Linked DNA regions of Pan troglodytes: regions 2 and 3 are each linked to region 1. The links are chromatin contacts, called in public Hi-C and HiChIP or PLAC-seq maps. All regions are on one chromosome and are shown on one strand. Each heading gives the region's core, a stretch centred on a gene start, on an enhancer-like site or on the middle of the called end of the contact. The rest is flanking DNA. Distances are from core to core; before and after follow the strand shown.

Region 1 (4,494 bases), core at 1,947-4,446:
GTTTTAAACTAATATTGTTAACAGCTTGAATCCACACAATCTTCTCAGCTACTCTCCCAAATCCAAACACAACTCCTGTCAGTAAAACATGAAAAAAATGAGTTTGTGGGGGAAAATCTATGAGGTTACCATTGTGTTTATCCCCTTTGGTTGGCAACATGAAATGCCAACTCATGATTTAAATAAACCACTGGCAACGAAGGGCCTGGCTGGCTGCAAGTCAGTTCTCCAAATCAGTTCTATTCATGTATCCTTGCTAAGCAGTGTCTTTGCGGTTTTCAGAATAAGACGACACAAGTGACAGATTCAGAGATAATGAAATCAGCTAGTTTATGAAAGTGAGAGGTAAACCTTTCTGAAGAGAAAACAGGTATTTCATTGAGTTGCTATCTTGAAACATTTACTTGTGCTAAAGTAATTTAATTTCACTTATTAACTTCAAGACTAAAGGTGTCTTTATTTTCACAGTATAGATACTGTTAGAATTGCAGAATAGAACTAGGATATTAAAAAGAAATTTTGGTGCAATTTACTTTCATATAGCTCTTTCCTAGCCGTTCAATAAATGGCCATTAATCGATCATAAAGTGAAATTCTTTTCAAAGAGAAGTTTTGATACTCCCTCTGCCCAGTTAAGGAGTTAAAAGCCAATTCCACGCAACTGGGAACAGTTTATCTCACTGGGGGCTTGGGGCCCAAATTCAGGGACATCTGTTCGTTTTTCAGTCTCTTCTTGAGGAAGAGGACTCCAGAGGGAAGGAAAGAGAATTTTCTCAACCTGTAGCCCATTCCCAAGGCTCTGAATCTAAATCTAACTTCTTCAACCTTGATAATGTGCTGGTGGTTTGAATGGCTGGGAGAGTAAAGGGGATCAAATTTAGCTGTGTTTTACTTTCCGCTTCAGCGTAGAAACAAGAGGCAATCTCATGCGATTGAGAAGTACCACCCTCCTGTAAATGACAACTTTTCAGACATAGAGAAAAGACGAAACATTCTCCAATCTTTGGGACGTGTTTTAAAACTCTGGGATGTTTGCTTTTCTTCCTTCACTGTGGATTTAGGGGGAATAAAATGGTTTCCTTCCTAAATTCTAGATTGATGCTCACTGACCCAATTCCTTGTGTTCCTTCGAACTCCTGTGCAGTCCATACCCTCGCTTAGCTTCAGTGAGATTTTTTAAATTGTTTCAAGTAAGAGGAGATTGAGCAATGTGAATGTAAAGCAGCCTTAGGCAACTAGAATAATGTTCTCTTCAATTTCTTCGTCTGAGATACGCAAAATCGTTCTTCCTGTAATCCTTTCCGAAAATAACTTTCTGTTGGGCCTTGTTGGACTTGGAGAGGTTGTCATGATTTTCTCTGGAAATTGCAAATAAATAAATAAAAAGGTCTTCTAGTACTATAGCCATAGTAAAATTTAAAAATGTCAAAGTGACCGGGTACTGGCAATAGGAGGTGGCCACTGGAAGGTGAGCAAGGACAAAAGCATGGTTTCCATGCATTGGTTGGACATGCTAGTGGAGCTTGCCTTCCGCCGCTTCCCACCCACCAACCCCCATTCTCCCTGCACAACACTGCCAAGCCCAGGCTGCTCGAAAAGGAGCCGGCTTCAGCCACCGATGTTCACGCCCAGAGATGCCCAAAGCGGAACCTCCGTGTCCAAGGAGGGACTGCGGGACTTGCGCGAAAGTGGGGGACCGGACCCTCCGGGGCCACACCCACCCGCCGCGTGGAGTCCCTGGTGCGATGGTTGCGTTGACACCTGTACTCCTGCGGGCCTGGGTGAAGCCGACCCAGCAGAAAGGGTGAGCAGCAGCGGCCAGCGAGACTGGGACCTGAACTCCCCATCTCCCGCACACAGAAGAGCGCACTGTGGCTCTTCGGATGAGGGTTTCCTCTCTTGCCCCAAAGAAAATGATGATAGGTGGTTGTACCTATCTTCAGAAACGCCTAGGGAGGGCACATTGGGGTGGAGGTGGGATGGATGTTCTGCTTCACCCTTGCGCCTGGATAATCAGAAGCTCCAGAAGCTGGCGGATTTCATCCAACAGGCAGCTTGGCCCCTGAAAAGAGGCTTGCATGGAAATGTACTAGAAGAGTGTCTTTATTTTAACTTTTTATTGATTACAAAACTTTACATAGATTACATTGTTGTTAATTAAGGAAATTGTCGAATCGCTCAAGATGGCTCACCAGTTACAAGCATTTGGAGACACGGAGCCATTTCCCATCTATAAATTGGGCAAAACCAAAAACTGCAACCCTAAAACAATTTGGCTTAAAATACTCACTTTTAAAACACAAATAGATCTTCAAGGGTTCATTTATTCAGTCTTACAGCCTGAGACTCTATAAAGACTTTCTGTTGTATTTAAGCTGGGGAATAACTAGGGTTTGAAATCCATGCTGCCTCTTTCTTGAGTCTAGACTCTTAATGCTCCCAACCTGTTCCCTTGGTCCCCCCAAGTCTGGCCCGCCTCTATTCCCGTAATGCCCCTTCCGCCACCTGACCCAGCCATGGACATAGCCTTGTCTCAATGCATTCTTAAACTTATAGAACTGAAGACTCCACTGTTACACCCCCTTTCCAGAGGGCTTGGTGGGGGGTAGGCTTGAGAAGGATGGGTAGGGTCGCAGGAAGGAGGGCGAAGCCAGCAGACCTCTCAGGGAGGGCCGGAGAGAGAAAGGGGTGAAGGTTTTGTAGTTGGAGTGCATATACTTCCAGCTCTCCAAAATGAAACATACCATTGCAGCTGGTATTACCGGCTGAATAGGCAGCAAAAGACCTCTCTGCGTAGGGGTCCTAGTATGCTTCTTCTTAGCGCCAACGAGTCCTTGTCCCCAAAGTTGCCAAAACTTTAAAGGACCCCGGCCAAGGAGACCCCAGCATGAAAAGCCAGACATCCGAGGCCGGGTAAAGCCTCCTGGACTCCTCGAAAGCAGCTCACACCGGGAGCAGCCGGAAGCGGGCGCGATCTATGCGAAGCTAACGGGTTCCGGTGGAGAACATCAAAGAGAAAGGAGCAGGATCGAACTTTAGAGGGGCAGAAGGGCACGGCCCAAGAGAGCAGAATTGGGGTGTGGGACAGGCGGCGGGAGGACCAGGTTAGAGGGAGCGAAAGGAAGTGGATTAGAGGACAGCGGTTACAGGTTTCAGCCACTGCCATTTCCCCGCAGAGGTAGCTCTTCTGCGCCCTGGAGGGGTACCCGGACTCCCACATCCTGTCTGCCACGACCCGGACTCCCTAGGGGATTCCAAGGGACAGCACCGTCCTCCCCACACATCATCAGGAACCGAAAGCAGAGAATTTGCCCCACCTCGGCACTTCTGGAAGCACCCACTCAACTACAGTATGAGACAAGGGCTTTCCTAAGAGACCTTTCTCCAACTTTCTTTCTCTGCGTGTATGAGCCCGGATCCCTTCGTCCCCGCCTCCTTCTCTCTCTCTCTTTCTCTCTCTCTCCTATTTTGTCCTGGGAGATTCCTACTCGCGGTGCGAAGCCTTGGATCCGCTGGAAACCGCATAGTCTCCGGCACCCTTGGCCGCATGCTTGTCAGAGGGGGGCCCCGGGAAACACACTCGCTGCCCCTCCAACAAGCGTCCCTCGCTCCCCATTGGCCCCCCGGTCCCCGCCCCCCACCGCCCCCTCCCGCTCCGCAGCCCCCGAGTGGCGTCAGCACGCCCGCCGGGCGTGGGCTTTAAATGCCCACTAGCGGGAGCTCAGGCGCTTCTGCCCTGGAGCGCGGTCGGGAGTAAAATCGCAGGAGTGGGAGGGTAGCGAGCCAGCTGGATTCCGAGCCGCGGAGCGCGCTGGCTTCGCTCCGCCTGATGACTCCGGAGCGCGGGTCCAAGCGCCGCCCATGCAGCACCCCTGAGCTCCGGGGAAGGAGAGTTAATGAAAAAACACTTAACCGTCTCCGCTGCGGAGAGTCATGAGCTGTCTGGATGTTATGTACCAAGTCTATGGTCCTCCGCAGCCCTACTTCGCAGCCGCCTACACCCCCTACCACCAGGTACGTGTCTCCTCTGGGGACTTTGGGAAGGAGTGAGCGCCCCCCGCTTGCGGCGGCACGGCCTGTACGCCAAGGTCTGCTGCGCCTCCGCGCGTCTCGGGCGTCCGACCAGGACCGGCGCAGCCGGGATGCGGGGATTGCCGGAGCCGCCCCCAGTTGGTAGTGCAATTAGCTAACCCCTTTAGCTCGCCTGTTTGCTCTCGGGAAGCAGCTAAGCCCTGCTAATGTGAGCCTAGGTCTTCCCTGGAATAATCAGAGGAAGATGGCACGGGCTGGATTTTCTTCTTAGGGTCTGTCGGACTCCAGATTCTTCCAAGCCAGGTGCAGGTACCAGGAAATGCAGGCAAAGCTGACGCAGGAAAAACCAAACTTTGGTCCCAATGGTGAGAGTAACAACAAAACCAAAAGCAAAGGCCAGCCAGCCTCTTTCTGAGATGCAAGGGCCGGTGTTCTCATCCCTGCAAGTTTATCTCAGGAATA
Region 2 (4,116 bases), core at 1,501-4,000, 340 kb after region 1:
TCGAGGGGCCAGATCTCGAGAAGTCGAGAGCCTTCTTGCTGGCAGGGGATCTGTGCAGAGTATGGAGGCAGCATAGGGTGTCACATGGCAAGGAGGCTGAGCATGCTAACATGCTTACTCAGGTCTTTCTTCCTCTTCTTATAAACCACCAGTTCTACACTCCTATGATAACTCATTCATCCATTTATCCAATAACAAATCAATCTATAAGTGGATTAATCCATTCATAAGAACAGAGTACTCATGATCCAGTCTCCTCTTAAAGGCCCCACATTGGAGATTCAATACTGTCACATTGGGGATTAAGTTTCCCATACATGAAATTTGGGGGACACATTCGAATTATAACATGTGGTAAAGGCTACTCTTGATCTTTGTTGTTTAAAGCTAGAGAACTAATGGCCAGGCACAGTAGCTCATGTCTGTAATCAAAGCACTTTGGGAGGCCAAGGCAAGGAGGATCACCTGAGGCCAGGAATTCAAGACCAAACTGGGCAACAAAGCACTCCATCTCTTTTTTGAAAAAAATATAATAAGATAAAATAAGATGAAATAAAGCTAAAGTACTATTTCTAGAAAACATTAAATGCAATTTCACGATCTGAGAAAAATAGCTTTCTTGTGGAAATTACTATCAATAAAGAAATCAAGAGATGTTTTCATTTACCTACAGTAAGAAGTGATTACCTTCATATTAGCACTTTCTAATCTTTTCAAAAAGGATAGAAGAAATTAACAGTTCTCGCAGTGGAGAAGAGCCACAATTCTTGGATATGTAAATCTATGTTAATCAAAGATTAATTATGCCACATATTTCATGGCTAATAGGAGAGAAAGAATGCTGACCACTAGGCAAGGAGAGGATGTTTAACTGACATTCATATTGATATAGATACAATGGGCACTGTCAATGACAACGAGTAATGATGATTTCTTAGGAAAGCATGTTCAGAGTTTCGCACATCACTGATTATCCCATTTTTATCTATTACACTTTTTGAAAAGAAAGACCCATTCTCTTAAATTGCCTAGTTAGAAAGTACTCTTTATGCAATAATGTTAATCTATCTTGATTTCTAAATATTTTAATAATGTCCTTTTTAAATTTTCTGCACAATATGATAGTTTTGTTTTTTTGAACCACAGCCACTCCACCCTCACCCACACCCAGGATCAGAGATTAAAGCAAATGATTCTTTACACTCTCTCAAAAATAAATCCAGACTTTGGAAAATTACACAGTAATGTACAAGCATATAAAAACTCAAGGTCAGAAGTAATTTCAATAATTGCAGGGAGCTCTCTGGAGGTATCTGCCTGTAATTTAACAACCAACTATGGATGTAAACCGAGACAGTGATACTATCGTTATGCACCACGAAATTTTCCTAAGAGCTTTGATCAGATTCCCCTAAATAGTTTATGCATGTCTCTGTATACAATCATAGGCGCTGACCTGGAATAATTAAAATGAAAATAATCAGTGCTGTATCTGTCTTAACATATACAAATTCGGTTTATCAATGTGAAAGCAGATCTGCAAAACTCAATTGTCAAAAGGTGGCCTACGGTATTTTCATGACAGAGAATCTTTGTTAGGTTTGTTAATGTAACATGTGCAATGGAGGCTGGTGTATGTAATTAGTTTCCTCCTCAGAGAGATACTAGGAAGGTGGACGACAGTACCCCGGGAACTCACACGTCGGTCTAGGGCCCTTTTTGTCCCCCACCCTCACCTCACTCCTCAGACATGCACTCTCCCATCACATTTGAGCCCCGGTGGGCAGTTTTCTAGGGTCGTTTCACTGGAGCGTTAAATGGGATCTGACGCCACCGGGCAGCCTGGGGTTGGATGCCATAGCCGCCAGCACCCACGGCTCACCTCCAGCTTGTGGTTGATTTGAGACACAGACTGGGCTTTGTGGCAAAGCTGTGCAAAGCAGGAGCTCAGGCTGGTCATCTTCTGTCGCCCCTCATAAGTGATGTCCGCCTGGTCTGGATCGATCTCTCCCAGGAGCAGATCCACATCCACAAAAGCTTTGTCGAACTCCTTCTCCAGCACCTCCAGCCACCGGAACATGGATACCCCGCCAGGGGCCCCCACGGAGCAGGAGGCGCCCCCTGGGCCCCCTCCGGCTGCTGCTGGGCATGGACCGCCCGCCGACATGGCGCCGTCAAGGGCCTCTCCCGACTGCTGAAGACCCTCGCCGCCCCCCGCGCACGAAGGGAACTGCTGGGACTGAGGGGACCCCCGCGCGCGCGGGCACACTCCGTCACCTCCCTTCACCTCGCGCCGTTAACGCCAGCAGCACAGCCACAGAACCGCAGGAGTAACGAGGCTGAAGCTGAGGCGGCAACGGCGGCGACACACGGAAGACTCAGTCCGTCCCACCTCCCAGCCTGCCCCCGCTGCGCATGCGTAGCGAAGAGCTGGGCGGACGCAGCCACGAGGGACAAAATAGGCGGGGACAGGATGCGATCTTGGCCTATGAAAGGCCTCAGCTTGGGAGCGGCCTGTCAGCGGCCATATTAACAACTGGCAAACTAAGGCTTGAATCCCTGAGAAACGGAGGCGCGTGGTTTCTGCATCCTGGTTGGAAAGGCCCGAGGATGAGAAAGGTGTCCACGTCGCAGAAAGGAAGGATTTCCGCCGGTTTGACTTAACAGTTGGCGGGAGCCGTTCCAAAATCCTCCCAGAAAGTTGCTGCGGTGGCATCTAGGGTCAGGGAGGGGAGAGCAAGGAAGGGCGGTGTGAGCATGCGCAATAGCCACGTTTTACCTTCTCGATTCCAGTTCCTGGATAGGATGGAGTGGGTGTACACACTGGCTGTTCTTGGTAAACCAGACCCCAAATTCCAGGTGTGGACTGCCTAAACCTGCGCATTGAAGCGGCTGACCAGATTTTGCGGAATTAATAGAAGACTTTTTGTCTTGTGATTAAGAGTCAGGTAGACCTGGATTCAATTCTTACCCTCTGTCACATACTACCTGTGTCGCCTTTCATGTATTAACCTCGAAACCAAGTTTCCAAATTTTACTTAACTCAGTTGTAAGGTAAAACGCTTAGCGTCACTTCTTGGCACACGGTATTCCTCTTAATACACCATAGGTCACACATTTCAAAAGCAACTACAGTAGTGCTTCACTTAAGATGGGGATATGTTCTTAGGAATGTGTCCTTAGGTTAATCATCCCTTAGGGAACATCCTAGAGTGTATTTAAACACAAACCTAGATAGTATAGCCTACTACACACCCAGGCTATATGATGTAGCCTATTGCTCTTAGGCTGTAAACCTGTACAGCATGTTGCCATTCTGGATATGGTAGGCGATTATAACACAGTGGTAACTATTTGTGTACTTAAACATATCTAAACATAGAAAAGGTATAGTCATATACTCTTACAGGATCACCATAGTTTATGCGATCCATTCATTGCTGAAGCCTTGTTATTTGGCACATAACTGTACTTTAAAAGGTGTATTTATTTGAAAACTGGTAGTGTCCTCACACGTGACATTTCAGAAAATCAAAATTGTGAATTCATATATTTACAAATATATTGAATGCAGAGCTCTGTTGCGACATTGAAGACACAAAAATGAATGAGACATGACCCTTACTCAAGATAGGCTAGTGAGGCTACTACCTCTCAACTATAACTTTAACTTGAATTTTTCAGTGCCTTTAAAAGTATCCAGCAACTCCTCTCTTTACATTCTGCCTACTTCCAGTTCAAGGGTAGACAGTCCTAGAAAGGGAAAGAGAAACCTGTGTGATTAGAGTAGGCTGGTGGAAACTCCTGCATTACCTAGAAGCATATTTAGCTGAGTGCAGTCTGCTGTTATCTGTTCTTGGGGCAGACCCTTACAGTTAATCACAACCCAAAGCCTGCATTGTGTGCCCTTCGCTGATGCAAGGCAACTGAGGAGCAAGAAATCACAATTTTATTATTGCAGTCTTTGTACTGCATGGCAGACTGGTTAGCATGAAGCAATAAAGTCCTTTGGCTTGAGCAAACTTAGCTAATCAAAATGGATCATGAGATCCTGACCTTAGACTTAAGTAGGGACCTTCATACAGGTTTTAGTACACAATAAATAATGTAAAACTA
Region 3 (4,093 bases), core at 1,289-3,788, 380 kb before region 1:
GGGATCTGAGCAGAACACCCACAAAATCTACTATAGATATGTACTATTTTTTTCCAATTTTGAGGGAAGGAAACAGGCACAGAAAGGTTAAATGCCCAGAAGCACAAAGAGAATGAGTGCAAATGTACCTGACTCCAAATTCCTTTTCCTTTCCCCTTTACTCTTGTGCCTCCAGTCATGAAGACACTGTAATTTGGGAACTTCAAAGAATCTCCTTTCAGACATCATGTGTTTTTTTTTTTTTCCTTAAAACAGAATAAACTTTTTCAGGTTTTTTTACTTACAGTCTGTTAAACCGTAAGCAGAAATTTTTACATTAGCGTATTCATGGGCATTTTTCTCCCTGGGAGACAGTTGATAGCTTACAAAAATTTCTTAAAGAGTATATAAAAAATAAAAATCTTACAAATCACTATTTTAAAAGATCATTCTCCATTTTTACCTATTTTCCTGCCTAGAGCTGCTTTTCTAAAACACTAGTCTCATGAGCTCAGATTCGTTATAATAATTACAAATAGCAAATTTAGAATATTGACAGCTTTTCCCCTCCTCTGCTTTCACCACATACCATACGTTTGAGAAGAACTGGCATTTATTCTTCTTTAAACGTTTGGTATAAATCACTCATGAAGCTATCTCGTCTTGTGCTTTCTTTATGTTGGAAGTTTTTTTATTACTGATTAAATTTATTTACCTGCTATAGGCCTATTTAGACTTCCTATTTTTGAATAGAAGCACAAATAACTTTCACATTATTTTGTTAGGCAAACAGATTTACTTAAAATTAAGGCAAAAAGTTCACTTAGGGCCTTAACTGATCGTGGTTTTTGTTTCCAATGATCTGTTCAATTGGATAATTGCCAGATTTTCACGTAGTGTCTGTATGACTTACACACACACATACACACACACAAACACATTATCATATGGTTAGTATTTTAAAAAAGAAATTCCAGTAATTTTCCTGAACATTTTTCTTCTTATCATTTCATATAAGTAGACACAGTTAATCACTGGGACTCCCTTTACAGAATGAATCTGAGGGTATCTCTGTGAAGAGGCAACATTCTAAACTTTAGTACTGTACATACAGCTAAGCCCTCTGGTCTGAGCAGGCTCTGAGGCTTTCGGAGGACTGGGTAGAGAAAACTGGCAAAGTTGTCCTGAGGCAGTGGAGGGGTATACCCACTTTAGGAGTGTGGAGGGGTGGGTAGCCCCATCCTGGATCTAGCTGCTGGAGGTACCAGATAAGGTGAAAACCTTTGACAAAGAGTTGCTGCCTTTCCCAACAAGTGGTACTAAAAATGGGGAGATTCAAATCTACTCATAACTTTAGCTGCTTTTGCTGTATTACTTAGACTGTATCGCTCCTTCCCATAATTCACCCTTCAGCCACCCACCACCTTGGATCCCATTTTGTTTGTTCTATGTTAAATTTCAATGTAATGTAGTTTAATATTGTCAAAGTCGAAGGCTGATTTCTCTCTCTAATGCTGCAAGAGAAGATGACATGCTGTAGGTTGTGATGAGGCAATGTGATCCAAAGCAGAATCCTTGCTTTTGTTGGAGAGCGCTGGACATATAAAGACACTGGGCGTATTTGTCAAAAGAACAGAAGGTGGAAGGAAAGGAAGATGATCTGGCAGTCAGGTAACACCAATCCCAAGTCTCCACTGACCACTCCCATCTAAAGAGAGCACAGATTATAGTTTGCCCCCATGAGATTGCCATTTTGGGTTGGAAGATGGTCGCAATTTCATTTTTCACTTAAGCAAACGTCCGTTGCCGTACTGCTAGGTATGAGATGAGTAATCGTCAGGGACGCGTTTAAATTACAAAATAACGGTAAATGGGAGAGAAAGAATCTTTCCTCGGTGTTGAGGCCAGATCCTCCAGGGCTGGGAGACCCAGGAGTGCGGGCCACTGTGCACCCTCGAGCAAAGCAGTGTGTGACGAGATGGGATCTTCCCTCAAATGCTGAGAAGAGCCCTCGCCAATCCCTCGGAAGGTTCCCAGAATAAAAAGCCCGGTCCCTGCTGTGCAAAGACTGACCGGTACTCCGGCGTACTTTTTCCCTGTCCCAGGCGTGCAGAGTCCACGCCGCGCGGCCAGGTGCCCCAATAGTGTACCTGAAAGTAGGGATGGGGCCAGTTACAGCTGCACTTTCCCTGCAGAAGACAGTGAGCCTTCCCGGGATCTTTCTGGGAGCTCTGAGTGTGAAAACGGTCCTCCGGCCAGCGCAGGTTGAGAGAACGGGAGGGAGGGGGAAGCTGTGAGCGCCCAGGGCGTGACGGGCGCAGGTGAGAAAGTGAGTTTCGCGGAAGCATCGGCCGGGACCGCAGACAGGTGGAGAAACGGAGTCCCACCGCGGCCCACCGCGGCTCCCGGGCGGCCTGGGCTGTACCTGTGCGCGGCGTCCTTTCTCCGCTGAGCCAGGGCACACCGGAGCCTGCGGCCTCCTTCCCCGCCCCTGCGGCCCCCGGTCCCAGCCCCGCCCCGCCCCGCCCCGGGCTGGGGCTCCGCTGGGGAACCGGCCGAGCGGCGCGCGCGGAGGTGTCCGGCGGCCAGGAGGATGGCCAAGGTCCCGGAGCTGGAAGACACCTTCCTGCAGGCGCAGCCTGCGCCCCAACTGTCCCCGGGGATCCAGGAAGACTGCTGTGTGCAGCTCCTGGGCAAGGGCTTGCTAGTCTATCCGGAAGAAACAGTGTACCTGGCGGCCGAAGGGCAGCCCGGGGGCGAGCAGGGCGGCGGGGAGAAAGGCGAAGACCCGGAGCTGCCGGGGGCAGTGAAATCAGGTGAGTGCTCTGCCGCATCCGGAGCTGGGAAGGGGACGAGGACGTATTCTAAGAAGGGCACCCAATAGTAATAATGCATCCCGAACAAACATAAGGCAGATGTAGAATGTTCTGTCCAAATCTTTGTATTTCCTCAGTAAAATGTCAAGTAGAGACTTGACATTTTGCATAGCCCCCCTTTCCTCCCCTCCGCCCCCCACCCCAGTAGGCTACTACTTTGAAGTTAAGGTACACTTAAAGGCGACTTAGTTGATTTTATATTCTGTTTTTCTTTATCATCCCTTCAACTGGCAATCAGAAATGCACTTAAACAATGGTAACTTTTCCTCTGAAGAAGAGGATGCCGACAACCACGACAGCAAAACCAAAGCAGCGGATCAATACCTGTCTCAGAAGAAAACCATCACGCAGATTGTGAAGGATAAAAAGAAGCAGACACAGCTCACGCTGCAGTGGTGAGACTCGCCCGCAGGGTACACTGAAGCACCTGTTGACGTTTTAACAGCCAGCGTCTTCAGGATCTTTGATTTTCACAATTCACTTCTTCCTCAGACTTTTTGGGAAAGTTTAAAAAACCAATTAGAATTTAACCCAGAATTTTTTTCACTGAATTTTTAGTATAGAGACTTATACAAGTACTGATGAAGGATTTGCAATACAAATGAAAACCACATTACGTTGTTCCTTATTGACTAAAACCATATTTTCTTCAAATGTAAGCATTAATGAACGTTTTTATGACTTACTGGCTTAATATGCAATCAGTTCAGTCCTTACATATTTGTTGTTTGATAGTTTTTGAGATTATAAAATATGATTCTTAAAAACAACTTAAAATGAGGAAGGATCTTAACACTGCCTTTATTCATGAGGGCAAATTAAAAATAGTGTATACTCTATAAGATGAAATGTGTTTGAAGTAGAAGACATAGAAAAAATCGGTTCTCTGTACTAACTTAAATAGAAGTTCAACTATTTTTATAGCATCTATCATATATGATTTATAATAATAAAATATTACAAATTGGATTTTGTGGAAAATCTTTTAAAACCAAGAATTTATCAGTAGGATTTTCGCATAGAGTGAACATTTTGTAATATCTATCTAAAAGAAAGACGGCTCTAAAGTAAAAGCATTATATTAAACTTTCCTACATAGTAGGAAGAAATAGGAGCATAAATTTCCTCACAAATTCCAAGTAAAAAACAAACTAATAAAAAGGACTATATATTTACTGATTAGTTACATAACCTAATTTTATGTAAAGTATGATCTAAGGAGCCTTAGAAAAATACAA

What was found. Hi-C and Micro-C count contacts between places; a contact is called where the count stands out from the background. HiChIP or PLAC-seq counts read pairs in DNA pulled down with a chosen protein or histone mark.
Region 2: a contact with region 1 is called in an H3K4me3 HiChIP or PLAC-seq map of stem cell-derived excitatory neurons, with 4 times the contacts expected there. The contact joins the promoter of GOPC here to the promoter of VGLL2 in region 1. A contact is called at or near these places in 1 of 7 Hi-C or Micro-C datasets (stem cell-derived neural progenitor cells) and 1 of 1 datasets of contacts at active chromatin or transcription factors (stem cell-derived excitatory neurons).
Region 3: a contact with region 1 is called in a Hi-C map of induced pluripotent stem cells, with 2.4 times the contacts expected there. The contact joins the promoter of RFX6 here to the promoter of VGLL2 in region 1. A contact is called at or near these places in 1 of 7 Hi-C or Micro-C datasets (induced pluripotent stem cells) and 1 of 1 datasets of contacts at active chromatin or transcription factors (stem cell-derived excitatory neurons).

What each region holds. Positions count from the first base shown.
Region 1 is chr5:129,158,843-129,163,336 of NHGRI_mPanTro3-v2.0_pri, forward strand. VGLL2 (vestigial like family member 2) reads left to right here and starts at 3,197. Exons shown (of 3, transcript XM_003950910.4): 1 at 3,197-4,014. The coding sequence starts at 3,934.
Region 2 is chr5:129,497,523-129,501,638 of NHGRI_mPanTro3-v2.0_pri, forward strand. It overlaps GOPC (golgi associated PDZ and coiled-coil motif containing), which reads right to left and starts at 2,751. Exons shown (of 7, transcript XM_063813380.1): 1 at 1,883-2,751. The coding sequence starts at 2,167. All of the region lies in intron 2 of LOC134810364 (a long non-coding RNA gene), which reads left to right.
Region 3 is chr5:128,778,962-128,783,054 of NHGRI_mPanTro3-v2.0_pri, forward strand. RFX6 (regulatory factor X6) reads left to right here and starts at 2,539. Exons shown (of 19, transcript XM_527584.7): 1 at 2,539-2,795; 2 at 3,094-3,250. The coding sequence starts at 2,573.